3 separate regions of the Mus musculus genome follow, and all the other regions are linked to region 1. Evidence: chromatin contacts called from public HiChIP or PLAC-seq and promoter capture Hi-C data. All regions are on one chromosome and are shown on one strand. The core of a region is the stretch at or near the end of the contact, and the rest is flanking DNA. Distances in the headings are between cores, read along the strand shown. Region 1 holds the start of Pkd2l1 (polycystic kidney disease 2-like 1). Region 2 has its middle 19 kb from the start of Wnt8b. Region 3 overlaps Gm35406 (a long non-coding RNA gene).

Region 1 (3,116 bases), core at 266-2,765:
AGAAGTCTGGAGTCCTTGTGCAATTGCCTAAAAGGCTCTTGGCTCCCTCCTCGCTCAGCTGATCCAATGCAAGATGCTTCCCCCCGGCCCAGCTTCTCGCCCTTCTCTCCAAGGAAAGCTGGCACCGCAGTGGATCTCACTGACTGGAACAGCGGAGAGATGGACACTTGTCCTTCTAGGGAGGGTCAGACCATGGAGAGAGTCAATCCTTTCCAGTGTCCTGGCCTTGGCCAAGAAATTCATGTCACAGGTTCAGGGAGCATGACCTTTCTTCCCTGTCTTAGGATTTAGGAAACATGGCTTAATCAGGGGGTGGAGCTTAAACCAGGTTAAGTTCTTCCTCTGGGAGTACTTGAGGCTGGAGATCTCCTCCAGGCTGCTATGCTTTGCTGAACTTGAAGGCAGACTTGAAGCCAATGTGGCTAAAGTAACTGTAGGCAAAGATCCTTGGTTAGAAGAGTCCCCTGCAGCACCTTGGATGAACAACTACCAACATTTCAGCAGGAGCACTATTCTGGGCCACAGCTCTTGCTTACAGGGAAACCTGGGCAAATGAGCAAAGGCCAGAGCTGGGCACAAGCAGTACTGTGACCAGAGGTCCACGCCAAGTCTCCATTCAGGAAAGCGAGCAAGACGGGATGCTGCTGGTCCCAAGAGCTCTCGGACTCAGTTTATGCTGAAGCTTACAGTTCTAGTGCTAAGTCACGTCCCAGGAAAAGATTGACCAGATCATCTGGTACAGACAGATGTCACCTCACCCTTGCCCTAGGCCCCGAGTTATGCCTTCCCTACCCAGCCCCACATGCTCAAGAGGTCCATCTCTAAGGGTGTGTGTCACCATTAAGCCATGAAGCCAAACGTCAGGGAAAGAAAGCCAGCCTGGAACTCTGCATTCCTTTTCTTGTCACCAGCAGAGACCCTATCTCTTAAGATCTGACAGCCTGATTGCCTTCACCTGTGTCTTTCACTGACCTCTAAGGGAAGGGCACACTGGGAGCCTCCTTCTCCAGTCACCAGGGGACAGCTGAAGGAGGCACACTGAAGGGCCTGGGAGACTACTGATAGAGCTGTCAAGGAACACATCCCTGGGCTTGGTCCTCACCCTAATCCATGGTAGTCCCTTTAAGCCTTTTTTTTTTTTAAGTGGTATCAGCTCACACCCACCACAGAGCTCTGCAACCCTTTCTTCTCCTAGCTTCTCTACTGCTCCCTCCCTCCTCCCCCGTTGTCCCTGCCCTTTGACCAACTCAACAGTTGGAGATTTGAACATCCTACTCCGGGTTCTATCTGGCCCTAGCACACCCCCCTGCTCCCCTCCCCCATCCTTCTAGTCTGTCTGCATAACATCCTCACACCCCTTTCTTTTCTCAATTCCAGTTCCCCTTATAGTTCCATTCCTTTTGTGTCAGAGAGAGAGAGAGAGAGAGAGAGAGAGAGAGAGAGAGAGAGAAAAGAGAGAGAGAGAGCTCATTGAAGGATTGATGACCATCTGCATCCTTCCTGCTCCCTCTCCTATGTGAGCTCAGCTCCCCCACCCAGACAGGAGGCCGAGGTTGAAAGGATCAGCTGCTCTTAGACAATACTGCCTGGGCTCTCTGCTACCAGTGTCAGTCTGGGTCTTTGTCCCTGTGTCTCCTGTGAGAGTGGGCACCTGTGGTGGCAGGTTTCTACCTCCTGTCCCCATGAATAGTATGGAAAGCCCCAAGAATCAGGAGCTACAAACCCTGGGGAACAGAGCCTGGGACAATCCTGCCTACAGCGACCCTCCTTCCCCGAACAGGACGCTGAGGATCTGCACTGTCTCCAGTGTGGCTCTCCCTGAGACTCAACCCAAAAAGCCAGAAGTCAGATGCCAGGAGAAGACACAGAGAACCCTGGTGTCCAGCTGCTGTCTCCATATCTGTCGGAGCATCAGAGGTACGGGGCACAAGGAGAGGTTTTCCTGGAGAGTTAGAGTCAGAGAAGGGACGACCTTAGGTTTGAGAGGGGGACAAAAGTGACCCAAAGAAGAAACCTTGGTGTCTTTGATTAGCTGGTGTTAGGATTGCTTGCCCCAGGACAGACGCCTGGCTCCTGGTCTGCCAGAAAGCTCACTTAGCACAGTCATTACCTTGGAATCCAGGAGTTGTGGGAGAGCGTGGTTCATGGAACACTGAAGTGAGGAGGCTCTAGACCACCCCACCTGAAACAGATGCCTGCCCTGTTCACAGCCTCACTCTGACCCAGTAACCTCACCCTGTCTCTCACAGAGACTTTGTAGGAGGGCAGGCAGGCAGGCAGGGAGGCAGGGGTGTGGGTGTCAGGTCCCGGGGGTTACAGGATGGGTGAGGAAGGACCAGTGGAGATGGGGTAGGGACAGGGAGGGCTGGATAACTAAAATGATGTGCTGTTGGGGACTCAGAGCTTCTTTCTACGCCCGTAGGACTGTGGGGGACAACGCTGACTGAGAACACAGCCGAGAACAGGGAGCTTTATGTCAAGACCACCCTGAGGGAGCTTGTGGTATACATAGTGTTCCTCGTGGACATCTGTCTGTGTGAGTAGCCGCTGCCTGTGACCATCTGCCTGTAAGAGGCACGAGTGTGTAAAATGTCTGTACCTCCCAGGCAGTATTCATCTGTGTTAGGCAAGCGGATCCTGGGAATTTTGTGTAAATACCAATAAGCAACTCCTATGGCTTCTCACACTGAGTTCAATGGAGGAATCCCAGTGGGTGGAAATATTGTTAATAAAAGGAGATTCGTCTGAGATTACTAGGTAACCTGATTTTCACATCCAAGTGCCTACTACTGAGCCAGCAGCCACCGTATTGTGTTGACCGGTGGAAATGTTGAACCCTTTGTAAAGGGTAGAGGGTCCCCTCTTTTATTTAGTGGGTTTTGTGTGATTGGTTACTGTGTAACACATGATCCGTGTTTCTTAGGGCCAGAAAGAAAATGATTCAGGCTTCGGAGAGTTTCTGAGAAGAGGGTTTGGGGTTCAATAGTGTGGGACACTATCTGGGGAGCTTTGATGTCCAGGTTCAGAGATGTAGCAATACCACAGTGTAGGCTGTGAGCAAGCTGGAGCACACAGATGCTACTCGGCCTGTAGGTGAGGGGACCTATGCTGTGCGT
Region 2 (3,116 bases), core at 319-2,818, 280 kb before region 1:
AGGGAGTAATGGGTCGGCCCACAGAATGCCGTGGAACCAATGAGTGTTAGTCAGAGGGATGGAAGTATTCAAGGATGGATGCCAGAGATGCTGAGTCTGAATGCCAGGCGCCATCACAAGGAAGTAAGATGCGGAAAGAGAGCCGACTCAAGGATAAAAGAAGTAGGATAGATTGTTTCACAACTACACAGATATATAGCACTTAAAATGGCTAAGGTGATACAAAGGACATTGTGTTTTTTTATGAAGAAAAGAAAGACGCAGAAGTTGAGGAATTGTGTGGTAACATTGGGCTGTTCTGTTAGCAACTGCAGGCTGGAGGGAAGAAGGCCATAGTTGTGAGTTTTCCCGTATATTACAGGAACAAGTGCAGACCATTTGGCTTAAGTCCTGCTATGGAAAAGTGCCTAGTGACCCTGTGCGCTTGTCCAAGAGCCTTGAGTCTCCAGAGGTCGGACACTTCTTGGCTTTCTTTTCTTCATGGGATGTTGGTGCTGAGGCCAAGCAGCTGTCTTCAGAACAGGGCATAAAACCCCATGCGCATTGTGGGTTCACGGGAGTGGAGGGCATTGAAGAGAGCAGCATTGAAGAGATAGCAGTAAGGCTGTTCTCACTGCTGGGAAGAGCTGACACTTGCTAGACACCATGGGCAGCCTGGGTGCTCAGTAGAGACCAGGATCACATTTAAGGCTTACAGCAGCCTCGGAGGCAGGCAGGTGACTGTCTCCGTTTGCTGTCAGGAACAGGAAACATTAGGAGACATTTTAAATCATCCCACAGCGAGGAAAATGTTAATTCAGGACACAAACCCAGATCTGACTGATGCTGAGGACAGCCAGGTCCTGTCCTGTTTCCCTCCCTAGGACGCTCTCAGTACACTGAAGAAAGGGGACACTGCAGCTTGGTTCTTGGAATCCATGACAAGGTGGGTCACAGGGCCACTCACTAAATGGGCTTCAGGAAACTGAGCAGGCTGCCCTGGGCATGCAGATCCCTAGAGCATACAGCAGAATTCTGTTCATTGTTACTGAACTAAGAAAAGGGAGTTCACGGAGTCCCACAAGGGCCAAGCCCCTTAAGATTGCCTCTGCTCTCTTATTTCTTTGTAAACCACACAACAACAACATCTGGTGAGATCTGAGGGAATGGTGACCGAATGTCTCCCCACATTTAGGAGTCAGACTTTCCTGGGAAGCAATCTGGAAGTCTGTAAGAGATTTCCCTTGGCGATTGTGTTGGAAGCCAGGTTTGGGAACTTTTGGAAGCATCCCAAGAAAGGGGTGTTGAGAGTTGGGGTGGCTTTCCTCATGGAAAGGACCAGATGAGGAGGATTCTAAGGAAAGCCAGTGGACATAAATAGCCTGCCAGCTTCTTTCTGTGATCTCCCCCTTTTCCTACCTCCCTGTTTATGCCTTTTTATGCCTGGTTCCTGCAGTCATGAAGTTTTCCTGCCCCTTGCAGGGAGGACAGTAACACTCGGAACAGCAGCGCCGCACAGTGGAAAGGAACAAACACTACAGCGCCAAGCACGTCGCAGGATGGCACTTTAGTAGATCCAGAGGCTGCAGGTGCCCACGTGTCCTGCAGGGGGCAGCACGTCCCTACATGTCTACGTAGGGACTGTCTGGAGGTCATGGGTGCCTGAGGAGAACTCCATGGAAAGGACATGGGGTTGGAGATCTGTGTCTGAAACCTCAGTCATCCACGTTGTGAAACTAGAATAAACTGGAAGAGACTAAGTGCTGAGGCGGGAGCTAGCCTTGTCTTGAAGTTGAACTTAATTGACTGTCATGGTTGGTGTTCTGGGTGGCTTTCTAAATACAAGTCTGACAGACACTTCTTCGAGAGAATTCTTTTTTAATATGTACATGGGTCAGACATTACTTGACACATTAGGCTTCTCTTTTAGTGATATTTCAACACTGTGACAGGTAGGTTTGTGTTGGTAGGACAGTGTTGGGTCACAATAGTACTGGTTTTGTTGTTTTGTTGTTGTTGAGGGTATTTGTCTAAGGCTTATTATTGCCTTTATTGATTTGTATGTGTGTGAAGACACATTTGCTTATGAGTACCAAGTGCATGCATGTGCCCACAGAAGCCAGAATGCTCACATACCCTGGGACTAGAGTTACAGTTGTAGCTGCTTATGAGTGTGGGAACGGAACACCATTCGTCTTCAAGAGCAGTAATACACTTAACCATTGGGCCATCTCTCCAGCTCCAGTAAGGTTTCTCTCCTCTCCCCCTCTCCCTCCTTAATGTAGCTCTGGCGGTCCCAGGGACTTACTATGTAGACCAGGCTAGCCTTGAACTCTGAGACACACCTACCTCTGCTGGAATTAAAGGCAAGCACCACCACATCTGGTTTAATTACACATGTTTTAATTGGTCCCCACCTGGTAAAATTCTTTCCTCTCCCATTTTACATTTCTGATGGTTGCTCCTGGACACACTCTTATCAATGGCACGATTAGTGACTCAGCGAAATCAATACACCCAGAATGACTATATAATAGAGAATATATAAATGTCTACTCAACTACTTGGTTGGGTTTTTTTTAATTAATTAAAGACACTTCAATGCTGCATAGTATTTGTATATCTTTATACAGCACAACTGGTAATTTATGGCAGTTCAATGCATACAATGTATAATAATCAATCGGGATAGTAAACATTTCCTTCTCTTCAAACATGAGTTATCCTTTAAAGTTATTATTAAATTACTTTATTTACTCTGTGAGTGTGTGTGTGGGCAGTGTAATAGGCATGGCACATACGTAGAGATCAGAGGATAATGTGGGAGTTGGTTCTCTCCTTCCATTGTGTGTGACCTGAGGGTCAAATTCAGGTCACTGGTCATAAATAGCGAGTGCGACCACCCACTGAGCATCTGGCTGGCCCAAACGCTGGTTATTTTTATATGTTGGAAATGTTATCCTTGAGTCAATATGATTCCATCCTATAAAAGATTAACTTAATAGTTTCCGAGAACACTGTATTTGAACTTTTTGTGTCTGGCTTATTGCATCTGACACAATGACCTCCGGTTCCACCTGTGTTGCTGCAAGTCACAGGTCTTCATTCTTGTTTGTGGCTGACTAATACACCATTGC
Region 3 (3,116 bases), core at 405-2,904, 270 kb before region 1:
TTACAGATATGCACTTCAACAACCTGTATCACTGACGATTCTAAATCCAGACACGACTGGGATGGGTGGGCATTTGAAGGTAAACGTAAGGGTATGTCTTTATGCCGTTTCATCAGATAGTTTATTTAAATAGATTTCCTTTACACATGTCTGCACGGGACCCTTCTTTTGCTTTCTGGCCAGGGTCCTACAATTGAGAGGGCCGGGCTTGTTGAAACTCACTCCCGGAAGCTTATTATTATAAAAACAGAAATTAAGCAAGTGGAGTTTTAAAAGCCCTTTGGGCCTCGCTGTGCCTTTTGCCACGCTCTCCCTCGCTGCTGGTAAACATTTCATAAGCCAAATTGGCACGGGGTTGATTCAGCTCTGGGAACAGCTAGCTTCTGCCAAGCTTCTACTTCTGAGCCAGACGTCGTGACTGGAGATGGCCTGACCTGATTCGAGGGCCACCAGTCCCTTCCATACTTCGGAATGGGCATGTCACCACCTCAACTCTGTGCGGATTGGGCCTCATGGTTCTTGTGCGTGATCGTCCCCTTGGCTCACCTCGAGCTACAGAAACCAAGGTGTTGAATTCAACTTACCAAACCTTGGCTCTGCCTAGTTGGCCAAAGTTGGTATTTTTTTGAAAGGTGAATATGAAGCCACCCTGAGTCTGTCTGTCCCTCCATTTCCTCTATCTTGTTTTGTCTTCCTCCTTCCCTCTAAGCCAGGAAGGTACAGGAAAACCAAACCAAAATGAAACAAAACTGGTAAATGGACATTTCTTCCATCCTGGGTAAATAAAGAAGGCATGATTTATACGAAGGAAGCAGATTGATATACCCGGAGCTGGGGCCTCTGCGGTCAGGTCACCTTGTTTCTAAGGGGGTCTGTGTCCTTTCACAAGTCCAGAGGTTTCTCTGAGCGCTTTCTTTGTCATTGGTAACCAGGCTGAGTGGACAACCCTCTGATCTTTGATCTTGCAGCCTTGACTCTCGGCATGGGCTGAATGAAGAAGGCAAAGTACACACTGTCATGCGAACATGTTTTAGTCATGAGAAACAGCAAGGAAGCTTCTCACTATGCAGAGAGAAGGCTAGGTCACACAGGGCACCCACCACGGACCCATCTCTGTCCTCATAGAACTCCTGGGCACTGCAATGACAAGGAAGCAGCCCAGGAACTTTTGGCTGTGGCCAAGACTGACTCAATTTTAAAGACGATTGTCATGACCAAGGTGACTGAGGAACAGTCGTCACCAGAAGAGTCCTTTAAGTTCTGAAAGTACTATGAGAGTTTGGGAGTATGGGTGTTCAGATGAACATGGGAAGGACTTCACTGTTACCGGTCCCTGTTGAAATTCTGTCACAGCCCAGTCTGGCCAAGATCTCATTGGACACTTGGTCTTAACTTGAACATATGTCACTTGTGGTCACACGGGGGTTACAAACACAGGGTTTTCCAAAAAAAAAAAAAAAAAAAAAAAAAGCTGTTTTCTTTGGCTGCATGCAAGAGATTGGAAAGCAAGACTTTCACAGACATAGAAAGAGGATTAACCAATACTAAGTGACTCATGATACCAGACTGGTGAGAAAGAGACACTCTAGACACCTGAGGCTAAGATCTTGAAGGGACACCTCAGTGGTTACACAGAGCAAGGGAGGGTGACAGGGCCAGGGGTGACAGGGCCAGCAGGAGAACAGAGAGAAGTGAGAACAAAGAGCTCTGACAGAAGCCCAGGTCTCACAGGAACTGAGCAAGGGCTGGGGCGAGGCTCCCTCAGCAGCTCCAGCTGCAGTTCTGCCCCACCCCTACCCCACCCCCACCCTGTCCCCAGGGAGTCTCAGAGCCTGCACCAGCTGCAGGGGCCCTCACCCTTGGCATTCCAGTGTCCTGAGCAGCTTCACTTTCTCCCTCTCAGTCAGGGGCTGAGGGAAGTGTCTGCCTCACCTTCAACTCTGCTCCTCATCCTGAGAGAGAAAAGGCAGCTCCTGCAGGGTCCCTCTGGCTCTCCTGGAAACTAAGTGCACAGTTGTAAAGGAGCCGCCCTGTGAACTCTGGAGAGAGAAACACTGTAACAGCTAAGCACAGGGATCCATGAGAATCTCTGCTTCCTGCTCCACAGGGTGGCCCTATGCTGGATGCAAGTGAAACTTCCCCAGGGAGGAGGTCAGAGCATCCTTGCAGGGATGCAAATGCTGGCCTGGCTCCTCCTCAGGGAAGGAGCATCACCCTGAGGGGCTCTGTGTACCCACCTGGCAACAGATATTGATTCCAAGCCCAGCCTGCACACCTGCGTTGATCCAGGGGACGACAGACTCTGGCACGCCTTTGTGTCTGTCCCATGCTAGCCTTGAACGTGGGAGGGATGGGGGCATTATACGGGACATGGACAAGCCAATCCAGAGAGGTTTCCATGGCGGTTGCCATAGCTTTCGGATCTTGTCCTTACAGATGAGGACAGGTGGTGTGTATACCTGCTATGGGAACACAAGCCTGCTCTGTGCAGACCTGGAGTTAAGAGTGCATCCCATAAAACCCTGGGGCAGAAGCCATGGCCCTGCTCTCGAATGGGCTAGGAGCTGAACTTTGATGATGTGCCGCAGGATAGCAGCTCAGCAGCCACCCCTGGGTATAATGAAGATCTCTACAGACACTCTCAACAGCATCCCCCAAATCAAAGAACAGCTGAGCCACTTCTGTAAGCTTAACTTTTTTGTTTGTTCAGTTGTTTCTTTTTCGAAAACATGGTTTTCTCTGTGTAGCCCTGGTTGTTCTGGAACTTGCTCTATAGACCAAGCTGGCCTTGAACTCAGAGATCTGCCTGCCTCTGCCTCCCCTCTGTCTCCCAAGCGCTGAGATAAAGGAGTGTACCACCACCACCCAGCTATAAGATAGCTTCACTTTAAAAAACTTCAGCCTCAATGCAGTTTTCCAATCTTACTGTATATGTTACAAAGCTCAACTCGCTGTTCAAGAGAAGAAGGCTCACTCTGCACTGGAGAATCTACGGGAATAAGTCAGCAGCTTCCATGGCCCAAATTGCCTCCTACCCCATTACCCCATCGCTAAAGCAGACCTGCAGGGAATGGCTAGGTGAACACGGAATAACATGGATAGAGTTTTGGAAACGA

What was found. Promoter capture Hi-C pulls out the DNA fragments that hold promoters and counts their contacts. HiChIP or PLAC-seq counts read pairs in DNA pulled down with a chosen protein or histone mark.
Region 2: an SMC1A HiChIP or PLAC-seq map of large pre-B cells shows a contact between it and region 1, with 7 times the contacts expected there. The contact joins the enhancer-like site here to the promoter of Pkd2l1 in region 1. A contact is called at or near these places in 16 of 39 promoter capture datasets (the 3T3-L1 cell line, the C10 cell line, the HPC-7 cell line and 10 more), 5 of 15 datasets of contacts at CTCF or cohesin (the NIH/3T3 cell line, embryonic stem cells, large pre-B cells and 2 more), 8 of 484 Hi-C or Micro-C datasets (the C10 cell line, the G1E-ER4 cell line, cerebral cortex and 3 more) and 2 of 9 other capture datasets (liver and pancreatic islet).
Region 3: a contact with region 1 is called in a promoter capture Hi-C map of 3T3-L1-derived adipocytes, with 2.3 times the contacts expected there. The contact joins the enhancer-like site here to the promoter of Pkd2l1 in region 1. A contact is called at or near these places in 18 of 39 promoter capture datasets (the 3T3-L1 cell line, 3T3-L1-derived adipocytes, the C10 cell line and 13 more), 1 of 15 datasets of contacts at CTCF or cohesin (large pre-B cells), 2 of 484 Hi-C or Micro-C datasets (embryonic stem cells and liver), 2 of 115 datasets of contacts at active chromatin or transcription factors (T-cell acute lymphoblastic leukemia and large pre-B cells) and 4 of 9 other capture datasets (embryonic stem cells, liver, macrophages and 1 more).

Annotation. Positions count from the first base shown.
Region 1 is chr19:44,190,841-44,193,956 of GRCm38.p6, reverse strand. Pkd2l1 (polycystic kidney disease 2-like 1) reads left to right here and starts at 1,515. Exons shown (of 15, transcript NM_181422.3): 1 at 1,515-1,917; 2 at 2,423-2,536. The coding sequence starts at 1,683.
Region 2 is chr19:44,472,788-44,475,903 of GRCm38.p6, reverse strand. No RefSeq gene overlaps it. Among named protein-coding and RNA genes, the nearest start is that of Wnt8b, 19 kb to the left of the region's middle. Within about 2 kb of position 1,568, at least 25 of the 459 cell types and tissues checked have an H3K27ac peak or open chromatin away from gene starts, as enhancers often do.
Region 3 is chr19:44,456,184-44,459,299 of GRCm38.p6, reverse strand. It overlaps Gm35406 (a long non-coding RNA gene), which reads right to left. Exons shown (of 3, transcript XR_386738.2): 2 at 1,933-2,039; 3 at 817-987. Among named protein-coding and RNA genes, the nearest start is that of Gm35406, 4.1 kb to the right of the region's middle. Within about 2 kb of position 1,654, at least 59 of the 459 cell types and tissues checked have an H3K27ac peak or open chromatin away from gene starts, as enhancers often do. A contact at or near this core is called in 3T3-L1-derived adipocytes, T-cell acute lymphoblastic leukemia and liver, where this site is marked.